Linked DNA regions of Mus musculus: all the other regions are linked to region 2. The links are chromatin contacts, called in public HiChIP or PLAC-seq and promoter capture Hi-C maps. All regions are on one chromosome and are shown on one strand. The core of a region is the stretch at or near the end of the contact, and the rest is flanking DNA. Distances in the headings are between cores, read along the strand shown.

Evidence for each region. Promoter capture Hi-C pulls out the DNA fragments that hold promoters and counts their contacts. HiChIP or PLAC-seq counts read pairs in DNA pulled down with a chosen protein or histone mark.
Region 1: an H3K4me3 HiChIP or PLAC-seq map of bone marrow-derived macrophages shows a contact between it and region 2, with 5 times the contacts expected there. The contact joins the enhancer-like site here to the promoter of Wdr73 in region 2. A contact is called at or near these places in 5 of 39 promoter capture datasets (liver, maxillary cranial neural crest, neutrophils and 1 more) and 2 of 115 datasets of contacts at active chromatin or transcription factors (bone marrow-derived macrophages and effector CD8 T cells).
Region 3: a contact with region 2 is called in a promoter capture Hi-C map of liver, with 4 times the contacts expected there. The contact joins the promoter of 2900076A07Rik here to the promoter of Wdr73 in region 2. A contact is called at or near these places in 15 of 39 promoter capture datasets (the 3T3-L1 cell line, 3T3-L1-derived adipocytes, the C10 cell line and 10 more), 1 of 115 datasets of contacts at active chromatin or transcription factors (bone marrow-derived macrophages) and 2 of 9 other capture datasets (liver and pancreatic islet).
Region 4: a promoter capture Hi-C map of liver shows a contact between it and region 2, with 2.0 times the contacts expected there. The contact joins the promoter of Cpeb1 here to the promoter of Wdr73 in region 2. A contact is called at or near these places in 2 of 39 promoter capture datasets (both in liver) and 1 of 115 datasets of contacts at active chromatin or transcription factors (astrocytes).

Annotation. Positions count from the first base shown.
Region 1 is chr7:80,298,333-80,301,221 of GRCm38.p6, forward strand. Prc1 (protein regulator of cytokinesis 1) reads left to right here. Exons shown (of 15, transcript NM_001374624.1): 2 at 1,969-2,101; 3 at 2,705-2,827. It also overlaps a transcript of Rccd1 not described here. Among named protein-coding and RNA genes, the nearest start is that of Prc1, 5.3 kb to the left of the region's middle. Within about 2 kb of position 1,364, at least 30 of the 459 cell types and tissues checked have an H3K27ac peak or open chromatin away from gene starts, as enhancers often do. A contact at or near this core is called in bone marrow-derived macrophages, where this site is marked.
Region 2 is chr7:80,899,984-80,902,923 of GRCm38.p6, forward strand. It overlaps Wdr73 (WD repeat domain 73), which reads right to left and starts at 1,286. Exons shown (of 8, transcript NM_028026.2): 1 at 1,202-1,286; 2 at 661-728; 3 at 365-453. The coding sequence starts at 1,242. Nmb (neuromedin B) reads right to left here. Exons shown (of 3, transcript NM_026523.4): 3 at 2,244-2,520. The coding sequence ends at 2,485.
Region 3 is chr7:81,522,236-81,524,935 of GRCm38.p6, forward strand. 2900076A07Rik (RIKEN cDNA 2900076A07 gene) reads left to right here and starts at 1,315. Exons shown (of 4, transcript NR_160675.1): 1 at 1,315-1,441.
Region 4 is chr7:81,453,182-81,456,133 of GRCm38.p6, forward strand. It overlaps Cpeb1 (cytoplasmic polyadenylation element binding protein 1), which reads right to left and starts at 1,577. Exons shown (of 12, transcript NM_007755.5): 1 at 1,453-1,577. The coding sequence starts at 1,467.

The DNA of each region.
Region 1 (2,889 bases), core at 114-2,613, 600 kb before region 2:
TTTTTTCCCCGAGACAGGGTTTCTTTGTATAGCCCTGGCTGTCCTGGAATTCACTTTGTAAACCAGGCTGGCCTCAAACTCAGAAATCCACCTGTCTCTGCCTCCTGAATGCTGGGATTAAAGGCATGCGCCATTACGCCTGGCCCAGTAAAAGTTTTTAAGCACTCGATTATAGCTGGGTGCTAATACTTATCTACCTTGTATAGGCAACTGTTGTGCAAAAACTTTCCTAGCACAGGCAACCAACTGGGGTTTTATGACTAGAGAGAACTGTTTGCCTGTGACTATACTAAGGTTTATTTGTGGCCATGGAAGAGCTTTTGAGGAGCTAACAGAGGTCTAGACTGTTGTTTTTTTTAAAATAGATTTACTTTATTATTATTTATTTTATGTATGTGAGTACACTGTAGCTGTACAAATGGTTGTGAGCCTTCATGTGGTTGTTGGCAATTGAGTTTTTAGGACCCCGCTCACTCAATCCCTGTTGGCTCCGGTTGAAAGATTTATTTATTTATTTTAAATAAGTACACTGTTGCTGTCCTCAGACACACCAGAAAAGTGAGTCAGATCTCATTATGGGTGGTTGTGAGTCACCATGTGGTTGCTGGGATTTGAATTGGGGACATTTGAACAGAGCAGTCAGTGCTCCTAACCACTGAGCCATCTCGCCAGCCCTAGACTGTTGTTTCTTAAAATCACTGAATTCTCTGAAACACACCAGTAACCAAAATGCCTCCAGCCCCACTTTTTGTGGGACTACTGCAGCAGGTTAAATGGGTTATTCCAAGGCCCGTGTTAAAGGTGGCATAGACTATCTATTCCAAGCTCCAGTTCTCTAGCAGCAAAATAGTCTGTTTCCTTCCTTGGTGTATCGAAGAAAAAGGAGGAAACATTCTGTTCTTAAATGTTATATAAAGGGGATTAATTTTTTTGTTTGTTTTTTGAGACGGGGCTTCTCTGTGTAGCCCTGGCTATCCTGGAACTTGTTCTGTAGACTAGATTGGCCTCAAATTCAGAGATCCGATTGCCTCTGCACCCCTAATGCAGGGATGTAAGGCATGTGCCATTATTGCCTGGCATAGATATTAAAACTTTTCAAAGATAAAATACTGCTGAGGTTGGTGGCACAGGTGGAAGGAGAACCAAGGGGCCAAGGTTCAAGGTCATCCTTGTCTCATGGATAGGGATCCAACCCAGGTTGTTAGTCTTCACACGTTGAGCCATTTGCCAGTCTAGCATGTTTTGAGCTTTAGCAATGTTGTATGTAATTTGTTCCTTTGCATTGTTGTAATGTACTGATCCATTCTGTTGACATACAAGCCATCTCCATTTCCCATGCTATGACTAAGTGCTGCTTCTTTCTAGCAACAGTCTGTCTTGGTTTCATTTTTGGTTGCTCACGACAGGGTTTCTCTGTGTAGCCCTGGCTGTCCTCCAGGGCTGACACCAGGCTGCCCTCGACCTCACAGAGATCCACCCGCCTCTGCCTCCTGAGCACTGGGTTAAAGGTGTGTGGCACCACCACTGCTGGGCTTGTGGGGTGCATCTGTAATCCCAGCACTCTGCAGGCTGAGGCCAAAGGTTCTTAGACTTAAGGCTCAGCCTCTCAAGTGTAGGCTTTAAGGGCACAAGCCACCATGCCCAGCTCTCTGCCAGTCGTCTTCAGGAGCTCCTTACCAGCAAGCTCTTATGTTAGCTTATTTTACTGATATTTTGTCTGGTTTTCCTTTTGTAGCAGCATTTGTAATTCAGTCTTAGAGTCGTTGATCAAAGTCATTGGTGTTAGGTGAATGGAATAACTGTGCTAGTGTGGCATTTAGGAGGCAGAGAATGGCTAAGCATTGATTAAACTAGTATGCCTCCTCTCAAGGCCACTGGGAAATGACTCAGGTTAGTTCCTGAAAACAGGCAGTGATGAGGCAGTGATGCTGGCTCTTACAAGTTAAATGGCTTTCTATTGATTTTCAGTGAGGTGCTAGCAGATGAGTCTATCACATGCCTGCAGAAAGCTCTAACTCACCTCCGGGAAATATGGGAACTAATTGGGATTCCAGAGGAGCAGAGGCTACAAAGAACCGAGGTTGTAAAGAAGCATATAAAGGTGAGTCGGTTCCTGCTGGTCTCTGCAGTGAGGACAGTAGGGATGCTATTTGAGATAAAAGGCAGACTGACATTTGGTGGTATTTGGGGGTCTGGGAGGGGGTGGCTTAGTAGGTAATGGCGCTGCTGCAACTCCATGGTGTAAGGCTAAAGACCTAAGCTCAACTGCCAGGACCCTGTATGATCTAAGGGGATTGATACACACTCTTTGTGTGGCCTTTACAACTGCCAGGACCCTGTATGATCTAAGGGGATTGATACACACTCTTTGTGTGGCCTTTACAACTGCCAGGACCCTGTATGATCTAAGGGGATTGATGCACACTCTTTGTGTGGCCTTTATAGTCCTCAACCCACATCATGAGCACACACAATAACAACTAAATGCTAAGAGGAAATAATAGCTAGTCATTTATACTAAGATATCACAGCTCTTCCTGATTTTATTTAAAGCCCTTTCTGTAAAATTTGAAATTATGAGGGTGTTGATATTAAGGCTAGTTAGTTTTGCAGGTTTTTTGATATGTTTTTGTTTTTGTTGTTGTTTTGTTTTGTTTTATTTCCATTGGCTCCAAAGCTTTACCAAGTGTTTTCTCACTTGTAGGATCTTCTGGATAGAATGATTGCTGAAGAGGAGAGCCTGAGGGAAAGGCTGCTCAAAAGCATATCCATCTGTCAGAAGGAGCTGAGTACCCTGTGCAGTGAGCTACAAGTGAAGCCATTTCAGGTCTGGTAGACCATGCTTGGGAGATTGGTTTTAACTTAGGACTGCGAATCCAAAGCTTCCTT
Region 2 (2,940 bases), core at 36-2,535:
AGTAAGACTGCTCTTTGCCTGTAGCAGCTCTCCTGCGACCACCTGCTTGTCCTTGGCATTCATCCCCATGCACAGGGGCCTTGTTCTAGACTTTGGTTTTGTTTTTCTTTTTTTTTGAGACAGGGTTTCTCTGTGTAACCTTGGATGTCCTGGAACTCGTTCTGTAGACCAAGCTGGCCCCAAACTCACAGAGATTCACCTGCCTCTGCCTCCCAAGTGCCTGGATTAAAGGTTTGCACACGCCGCCGCCCGCCCCCCCCCCCTCCTTCTGTGGCAGCCCCAGGTACTTGTCAGGCAGAGTAACAGGCACTCCAGAAATGCATAATAAATTGACACAGATAATCAGCTTCTCTATTTAAGTTACCTGGTTTTCCTGTACAGAGAGCCTGAGAGGTAGTATCAAATGAAGAATCTCATTTTTTTTCAAACTTTCATAACCAGCAACAAAGACTCCTGAAATAAAACAGTAACTATGACAAAGAGTTAGAAATATCGTGGATCGTGGCTGGATTTATAAATTCTCCCAATACCTTCCCCATTCTCTGAGTAGCCTTGTGTCAGGGGATGGAAGTTGAATGGGTCTCCCTAGCGGCTCAGACTTTAAAATTCAGCCCATGAGGCAGAAACGCATCTCGTTTAGTAGCAGGCAAGATATATTACCTTTTTCACCAATCCACTCAAGGACTCGAGTGGCTCCTGAGAGGTCAAATGCATGGAAGTCTTGGTACCTGCAGGATAGGGTTACAAAAATCACGCGACGCACAGCTAACCAAGAACTGGGAGATCGCTGAAGGACTGGTGGAACCAGGCTCTGGAGTTAGGTAAACATGGGGCTGAATCTTTTCTTCTGCATTTTCCTCCCTGGTGTATGAGACCGGGCTGGCCATAAGGAACCAAGCCTTGGTTCCTCACCTGCGGAACTCCCATAAAGTTGATTTCCCCAAGTTGAGGTGAACAATCAGGAGAAACCTGTGTTCAAGTTAACCTAGAATCCGGCCCAGGGTAACCGGCCATGTGTGCCTTATCAGCCCTCACATGCGCGGATCTGGTCACATTACTTGCTTACAAAGGACCCAGAGTCCCAGAGCTAGAGGCCGGGGGTCAGGACCTCCATCGGTCCGTGCCTGGGCACTGCCCACGAGCCCACAACCGCACGCGCCCTCTCCCATTGCCCATCAGACCCGCCCACGGGCCAATTTACAATCGCAAAGACTCCACGAGCCAGTCCTCAGCGAGCTCCATAGCAACTGTGGCTTCCGTCGCTCCACTTCCGCCAGCCAGACTTCCTGGGCAGGCGCGCGCTCTCGCGAGGAGAGGGCGTGGTCTTCCGCTGGCTGGGGCGGAAGCGCTCAGCGCTGCGCGAAGCCCTGTTGATGTTTCTTCTGTTCTGTGTGCAGAGTCCGGGTGAAAACGACGCAAAAAAACCAGATCCATCGATGTCAGCTACAAGCAGGATCGGAGACATCAAATATACCCCTAATGTATATTTAGGATCAAGAATGTGCAGCCAAAGAGCTGTCAGTGTCCCAAAGCAGGTACAATACAGACTTAATTGGCACTTCAAGTGAACAGTTAATTTAAGTTTGCGTGTATTGTCCGTAAAGGATACTTAAGGACTTTTTTATTTTTTAAAATGAAAGGAATCTTGTTTAACTGGGGATGTAGCTCAGCTGCTAGAGTGCTTGCCCGGCATGCACGGAGTTAGCTTTTCAGTACCCCGTAAAAATAGACAAAAAACCCAGCGCGGTGGCGCATGACTGATCAGAAGTTTTAGGTCATCATCTGCTGCATAGAGAGTTCGAGGCCAGTCTACTGTTACACAGGACACGATCAACAAAGTATCTGACATTCCAACTTAATTTTTATTCGATAACTTTGGCAACATGTATGGAGGACCCTACATTCGGAGAAGAAAAAGAACACAGCAGGGCTGGATTCTAGTGTGGCTCTCTCCCGTATGCACCAGGTAGTGCACTAAAGTTTGCCATGGGGATCAAAGGTGGGGCGAGTGCAGCATAGTGTAGGTAGCCCCCCACTGCAGGGGAAGAAGCTTTTGGTAGCAGAACTCACTCGTGGCTGGATCAGTGCAGCCAACACAACACCTGACTGCTGAGAGCTGGCTGGCTGGTGCCATGGTGGGGGGTGATGGGGCTTTTCTAAGACCACCCTAGCTCTCTGAACATGCCACCCTCCAGAACCCTTCCCTCTTTCCTCAAATGTGGGTGGAAGGAGAGGCCCAGACATTCTGTGTAAAGAGCAGTATTTTTATTCACCACTTCACCAGGGAAGCAAGAAATACAGCAGGAAAGACTTTGTGTCTGCATCATTAACATTCCTGGTGACCCAACCAGAAATCACAGTAACAGATTAACACATTTGAGCTTAGGATTTACATCCAGAGGAGGCCACTGCTAGGGTTCCATTGTCAGCTTCCCTGGATGGACACATTCTAAGCCCAGCATCCGGTTTGTTCCATTATTGGCATCACTTCTGCAGTAGTGGCTCCAGCAGCCTCCTGTACTGAAGGCAAGAAGGGAAGACTTGACTCTGGAGTCCACAAATCAGGGAAATGCTGAGTGTACCCAGGAGGGCAGCTGCAGGCTCTCAGCTGAGCCTCTCAGTGAGAACCTTTCTCCCTGGAAGACCTGAGGAGTCAGGGGGATTGGTTTTCCCAGAATATAGCCCCAACTTCACAGGGTAGTCATGACAACTAAAGGACATCACAGAAACCAAGCCCAAGGCATTGGAGAAGTGTCAGCAACATGCCCTACCCCCCATGCTCTGCTGCAGACCTCACTCCCTGCCACTGGCCATGGCAGTATTGCTTTCTATGAGATTCTCTGGTTGGTCGTGGTATTTCAGGTCTTCCAAATAATGTCCCTAGAGGTGATGCGCTCTCTCTCTCTCTCTCTCTCTCTCTCTCTCTCTCTCTCTCTCTCT
Region 3 (2,700 bases), core at 65-2,564, 620 kb after region 2:
GAGTGTAATGGTCTCACTCTGTAGCCCTGGCTCTCTGTCCGTCCTTCCTTCCTTCCTCCTCCTTCTCCTTTCTGCTTCTCACTGTATAGCTCTGGCTGGCTTGGAACTCTCCACGTAGACCAGTCTGGTGTTGAACCCTGAAGGCTGGTATTAAAGTAGTGTGCTACCATGCCCAGAAAAGTTACATCTTAAATGAGTAAGAGAAATGAAGTAGATTTGGCTCAAGCTGATAAACAAGGTAACATTTTTGCTCCTGATTTTGTATATTAAATCCAAAAGCCTTGTATGTTTGGACTGCATGTAAGGTCCTTTCATTACACCTATGTTTCTTATTTTGTTCTTTTTGCTTCAAATTCTGACCTCAAACTCGCAGCATCCAAATGAACTCTGAACTCATTGTTCTAAACCTGCTTACTTTTAGTTTACTTTAGCATTTGGTTTGCACATTCCTGGAGAACTCTGGCAGCTTACTAGGGTGCTCAGTAATTGCCGCCCCTGAAATCTTAAGTCTTTTCTGCAGCCTCACAATGTGAACTGGAATAAGCTGGGCTTTTTAATCCAACAGGATGGATGTCCTTGTAAAACACAGCAATAAGCAGAAATAAGGAGAACAAAGTTTGACAACAGAGTAGGGCCATGCTGCCTCAAGTCAAAGCACACACAGGATTTTTAGCGATCACCAGAAACTAAGTAAGGCAAAGATATCATATTCAAAATGACAGAGGAAGCCTACCTCTACCAAGGCGCAAATGTCAAATGTCTTTTGTTTTAGTCTCTCAACATTTGAGGTCTATCCTCAGGAAATTTATCCAAAAGTGATTTTACTTATCTTCCTAGACCCATGATCAAGGCTAGGAAGCTCTTGGTCCTTTCCTGGATGAATATGCATGGGCTTGCAACCAGGGGGAGTCAAGAGAGCGACTGAGTAAAGGTTACTGAGGTGCAGTGCACGCTTTGCTCTCTATAAGCAGGGTGGCAAGAATGAAGAACACTGAGAAGCTTAACAGCCAGGGCTGGGTAGCACAAGAACGCAGAGGAGTGTCGCAGGGGCGGGACGGCGTACTTCAGTCCCCAGGATGCCGCCTGCCAGGGGAGCAGAGAATAGCATACTCAAAACAATGCGGCAGCTCTCCACACCCACCCAGGAGCTACAAGCCGGCCCCCGAGTCTCCCACGATCCAGACGCCACGCAGCTAGACGCTAAGCAGCAGAGGACTCGCTCTGAGCATGCGCACTGGGAAGAGCCAAGCCCAGCCGCGCCGCGCGGTGCCTGACGTGGAACTTCCTCCCTACGGCTAAGAAGCCGGAAGTGGACTCATTTTCCACCGGAAGGAGGGAGAAATTATGACCGAGAGCCTGACACCTGATGCTAGCGGCTTTTGTCTCGCCAAGTTGACCCAGTATTTGGCCACCTTGTGCGGCGGGTGACTATGGTGTCCAGGTAAGTGGCTGACGTGGCAGGCGTCCCAGGAATGGGAGAAGAGATGGGTAAGCTGCCCGGCTATCGATCTTCCTTCTCTGTGTTTGTTTTTTCTCCATCTTTTTCAAAGAGGGTTGCTAGCCCACGGAATGGTGGGTAGATATGGAAGGAGAAATACGCGGTCACACAGACTGAAGTTAAATTAAGCACACACACATACGTACGTACATACATGCACACATACAAACACATATTCACATGCACAGAGCTGTTGAATATTGGCTCTGTAAATCCAGGCATTCCGAATCGATGACTCTTGCCTGAGGGAGGAATCACCTGTTGCAGTAATTTTAGCGCCCGTGAGCACATGCACACGCAGTGGGTGATTTTTAAGTTTCTTGAATGTGTCAGCAAAGGCATTTAATGTTAGAAAAGGGCAGCAAGGAGGCGGTGGAAAGTTGCATGGTTTGTTGAGGACAGATTCTAAAATCCCATAGAATTCTTGTACAAAGGAGTTTTTATATTGCTTTCTGATGGTGTGCGTGGATGGGTAGGAGGTTGGAAAATTGAAGGAGTGAAGACAGTAGTGAGGTGCACTTAGATACTAGCCTGATGGCTTAGTAGTTAAGAGCATTTGTGGCACTTCCAGAGGCTCTGAGTTTGGTTCCCAGCACCTATATCAAATCACTTGTACCTCAGGACCCAAGGAGTCCAACACACTATTCTGGCCTCCTTGAGCACCACACACATATGTCATTCACTCACAAAGACACGAACATACATATATATAAAGCTTAGATAAGGTGTGAGTCCACCAAAGGAAAGTCATTCGTCAGCCATCAACATGTTTGACCCTGTAGATCAGTGGGTCACAACCGTGGGTCACAACCCCTTTGGGATCAAATGACCCTTTCACCTAAGGGGTCACCTAAGACCACTGGAAATACAGACATTACATTACAATTCAAAACAGTAGCAAAATTACAGTTATGAAGTAGCAACAAAAATAATTGTATGTTGGGGTCACCACAACATGAGGGTATTAAAGTCACAGCATTGGGAAGGTTGAGAAGTGCTGCTCTCGATGGAGATGAGTTTGCCGTGTCTGCCGTTCCCGGTGTACTGTGTAGCAACAGAAGGCAAACATGGGAATCTTCCTTACCTATTGCCTGTTATTGCATAGAAAACCCTGGGGGTCTTAAGCAAGATCTGAGCTCCCCCTAGAAAGCTTGTAGCGGAATACTTATTTGTGCGCTCACTATGGCTTTGTGCTGGCAACC
Region 4 (2,952 bases), core at 327-2,826, 550 kb after region 2:
CTATTCCAGGTCTCCGGTGCTTCCGACATTTCCACAGGCTTAATTCTATCTGAGGGCAGGGCAGAGTCAGCCTGCAAGGCACAAAGTGCCACTACAGAGCACGGTGCTAACTAACGCCTGCGAGGCTGCACAGAACGAGGCTGCATAGGACCCTGGAGCCCAGGTGCTCCGTGCTTTCTGGTGTTGCGGGCCACTTTGCAGGAACCGTGGCCTTGCAGAGCCCCCTGGAAATGAGGCTCGTGACCGTGAGAGGCTGGAACCGCACAGCAACCCACACGGGTGGCCTGCGCTGCCCACCGAGGACGCTCTTTGCTGACATGGGTCCCCCTGCCTAGGCATGGGCCTCCCCCCACACACACCCCGTTGCGTCTAGGCCCCCAGTGAAGCAGCCTTGTCAGCCCTACCCGCCCAGCGTCCAGCCTCCGCTCCCCCAAACCAGAGGTCAGGGCTGGAGGCCACGCGAGCCCATCTGCAACCCGACACCCCCGAATTTGGACACCTGGCCTTGCTGGCTGAGAAACGCTGAGCGACACCCTCGAGGCCACATGAGTGCGTCCCGCCAGGCCGCCCGAGTGAGGCAAGCGGACGCCGCCGAGGACTAGCTGGCTTCCCGCCTGCGCCCCCTCGCGGGCTGCTCAACTCCTCCTCCCCTCCGGGCCCGCGCCCCCCAGCCCCGCGAGGCTCCCGGGGACAGCCCTCGAAGCCCGGTCACACGCACGTGCGACCTCACCTGGCCCGGTCCACCCTCGGGGCTAGGGCTCCGGGAGCAATCGAACGTGTGAAGCCACGTGACTTCCCCGGGCTTGGAAAGAGCGCGGCCCGCACGAGGGGCCCGAGACCTCGGCTTTAAAGGAGCCATGTCAGCGCCGTCGTGGCGCGTCTCCCCCTGCGCCGCCCCAGCCTGAGGGGGTCTCCGCGGCTCGCTGCTGCGCCGCCCGCAGCGAGCCGCCAGCCCCTGCCTCCTGCGGGACGCCAAGGCGACTCTCGGGGAGAGAGAGAGAAGGAAAGAGAGAGACGGGAGCCGCGGGCACCGCCGGCCAGCCGGCCGGCCGCTCGAGCTCTCCCGTGCGACGGCTGCGGAAAAAGGAAGTGTTGGCGTCCGGGCGCCCGTCCGCGCGGCCGGCTCCTGTCTGGACGTATGTTCGAGGCCACCGAGAGTTGTGCAAGTGCAGCTCCGAGGCCCCGGCGGTCGCCCCCGAAGGGCCGCGGCGCCTTTAAGCCCAAAGGCCTGAGTCACGAGGAAGCTCCCTGCCCCTCCCCGCGCGCCCCACACCGCTCCACGAGGCCCACGACCGCGGGCATGTGACCGGCGCCCCGCCCGGGACGCTAACCCGGGCGGCGGTGAGGGGGCCCTGTGAAGTGGCGAGACTGCGCGCGGACCGTTAGCCGAGGCGGCCGGCGGGGACAGCAGCCCCGCCCGGCCCGGCCCCGCCCCGCCCCGGCGGCTCTTACCAGAGAGAAAGCCATGGGGTCCGGCGTGGCCCTAAGGGACTGGCGGGCGGGCGGGCGCGCGGGCCGGCGGGTCTGTGCGGCGCGGGACGCGCACACACGTGGGCACTATTTTTGCAGCGAGCAGCGCACGACTCCGCACCCCGGCGGCTTATAAAGCTCCGCGGCGCTGGCCTGACGAGGAGCACCTGTGTCGGCCCCGCCCGGCCTCGTCCCCGCCCCCGCCCCCTGCGCTCCTTCCTGCCGTCCAGACCCGCGCTCCGCCGCCCACCCTGGGCCTGGGGGTCCGAACGGGGGGTGGGGGTTAGTTCTGAGGCTCGAGCCAAGACAGACCACCACTGCCTCCCCGGAGCCCGAGGGGGCTCAGGCCTGAGCAAGTCCCTCGCCCGGTGACCCTGACCATTTCACTCTCCCGCGGGCCTCAGTTTCCCTACAGATTTACAAGACCCTGGGATGCCCCGCTGCGCCGGTGACGTGCGCCCCCCCCCCAAAAAAACGTATAACCACGCCTCTCCTTTGCTAGTGACCTCTCGGGTGGAAGCCCCGGTGGCACCGAACCCAGCCCCTCCACCCATCCCCACCTGCAGCAGACACGCCCTCACTTCAGACCGACTGCCACTGCATCTGGAGCGAGCTGGAACCCGGAGCGCAGGCGTCAGGGGATTCGGGAAAGTTCCGAAAACAGCAGTGATCCTCTTCGGATTGCAGTTCCCCAGGGAAACCGCTCCCGACGCTCCCTCCAGAATGACAGGACGCTTTACTGACAAAATTCGGGGCAAGAGATCAGGGTGAGCGAAGCTGTTGTTCCGAGAGGCGTCATGGGCCAGCTAGGGCTGGACCAGACCGGAAGCCCAAGCGAGCGCAGAGGCGGAGATGGCATTCCGGGCTGCAGACCAGGGAAGGCGGAGAGGGAGGAATGCACTGAGAGGCTCAATCTGACTAAGACCAGCTAATGCGTGTTGGTGCCACAGGAGGGAAGCCCGAGCCCAGTTTCTGAAGGGCTTTTATTCTGCAGCTAGCTGGAAACTAGAGGAAAGGTGAACAAGCTTGGAAGTTGCCAGGTCTCTTTTAAGGTGTTGCTGGAGAGTTGGAGGTGGGAAATAAGCCACTAGGTTGGTTAAGAAAGAGAACAGAGCTTATTGAACATTTCTAAGTGTTTTATATGTTATACTTTTTATTCAGCGCGTATTATACTCAAGGTTCCTCCTGACAGGTGAAGAAGCTGTTACCAACTTGCTGGCAGGTTTGTGAGGCAGGAACGTATAAGCTTCTGCCCAGGGTATTAAGAAAGGAAGCCTACGGTCCTAGCCTAGTGTGTTTGGAGAAGGTGGGGAAGAGGACAGATGCTGGAGTTAAAGTGCAGAGGGAGCTGAATGACAGCTGGCTAGTCTCCATTCTGTGGTCGTTCCCAAGGGTTACTGAAGTCCTAAGCAGAAAGGGTGGTTACAGTATGGAGAACCCATCCCCTTAGGAGCAGCCCAACCCCCATCTTGGCAGCATAGG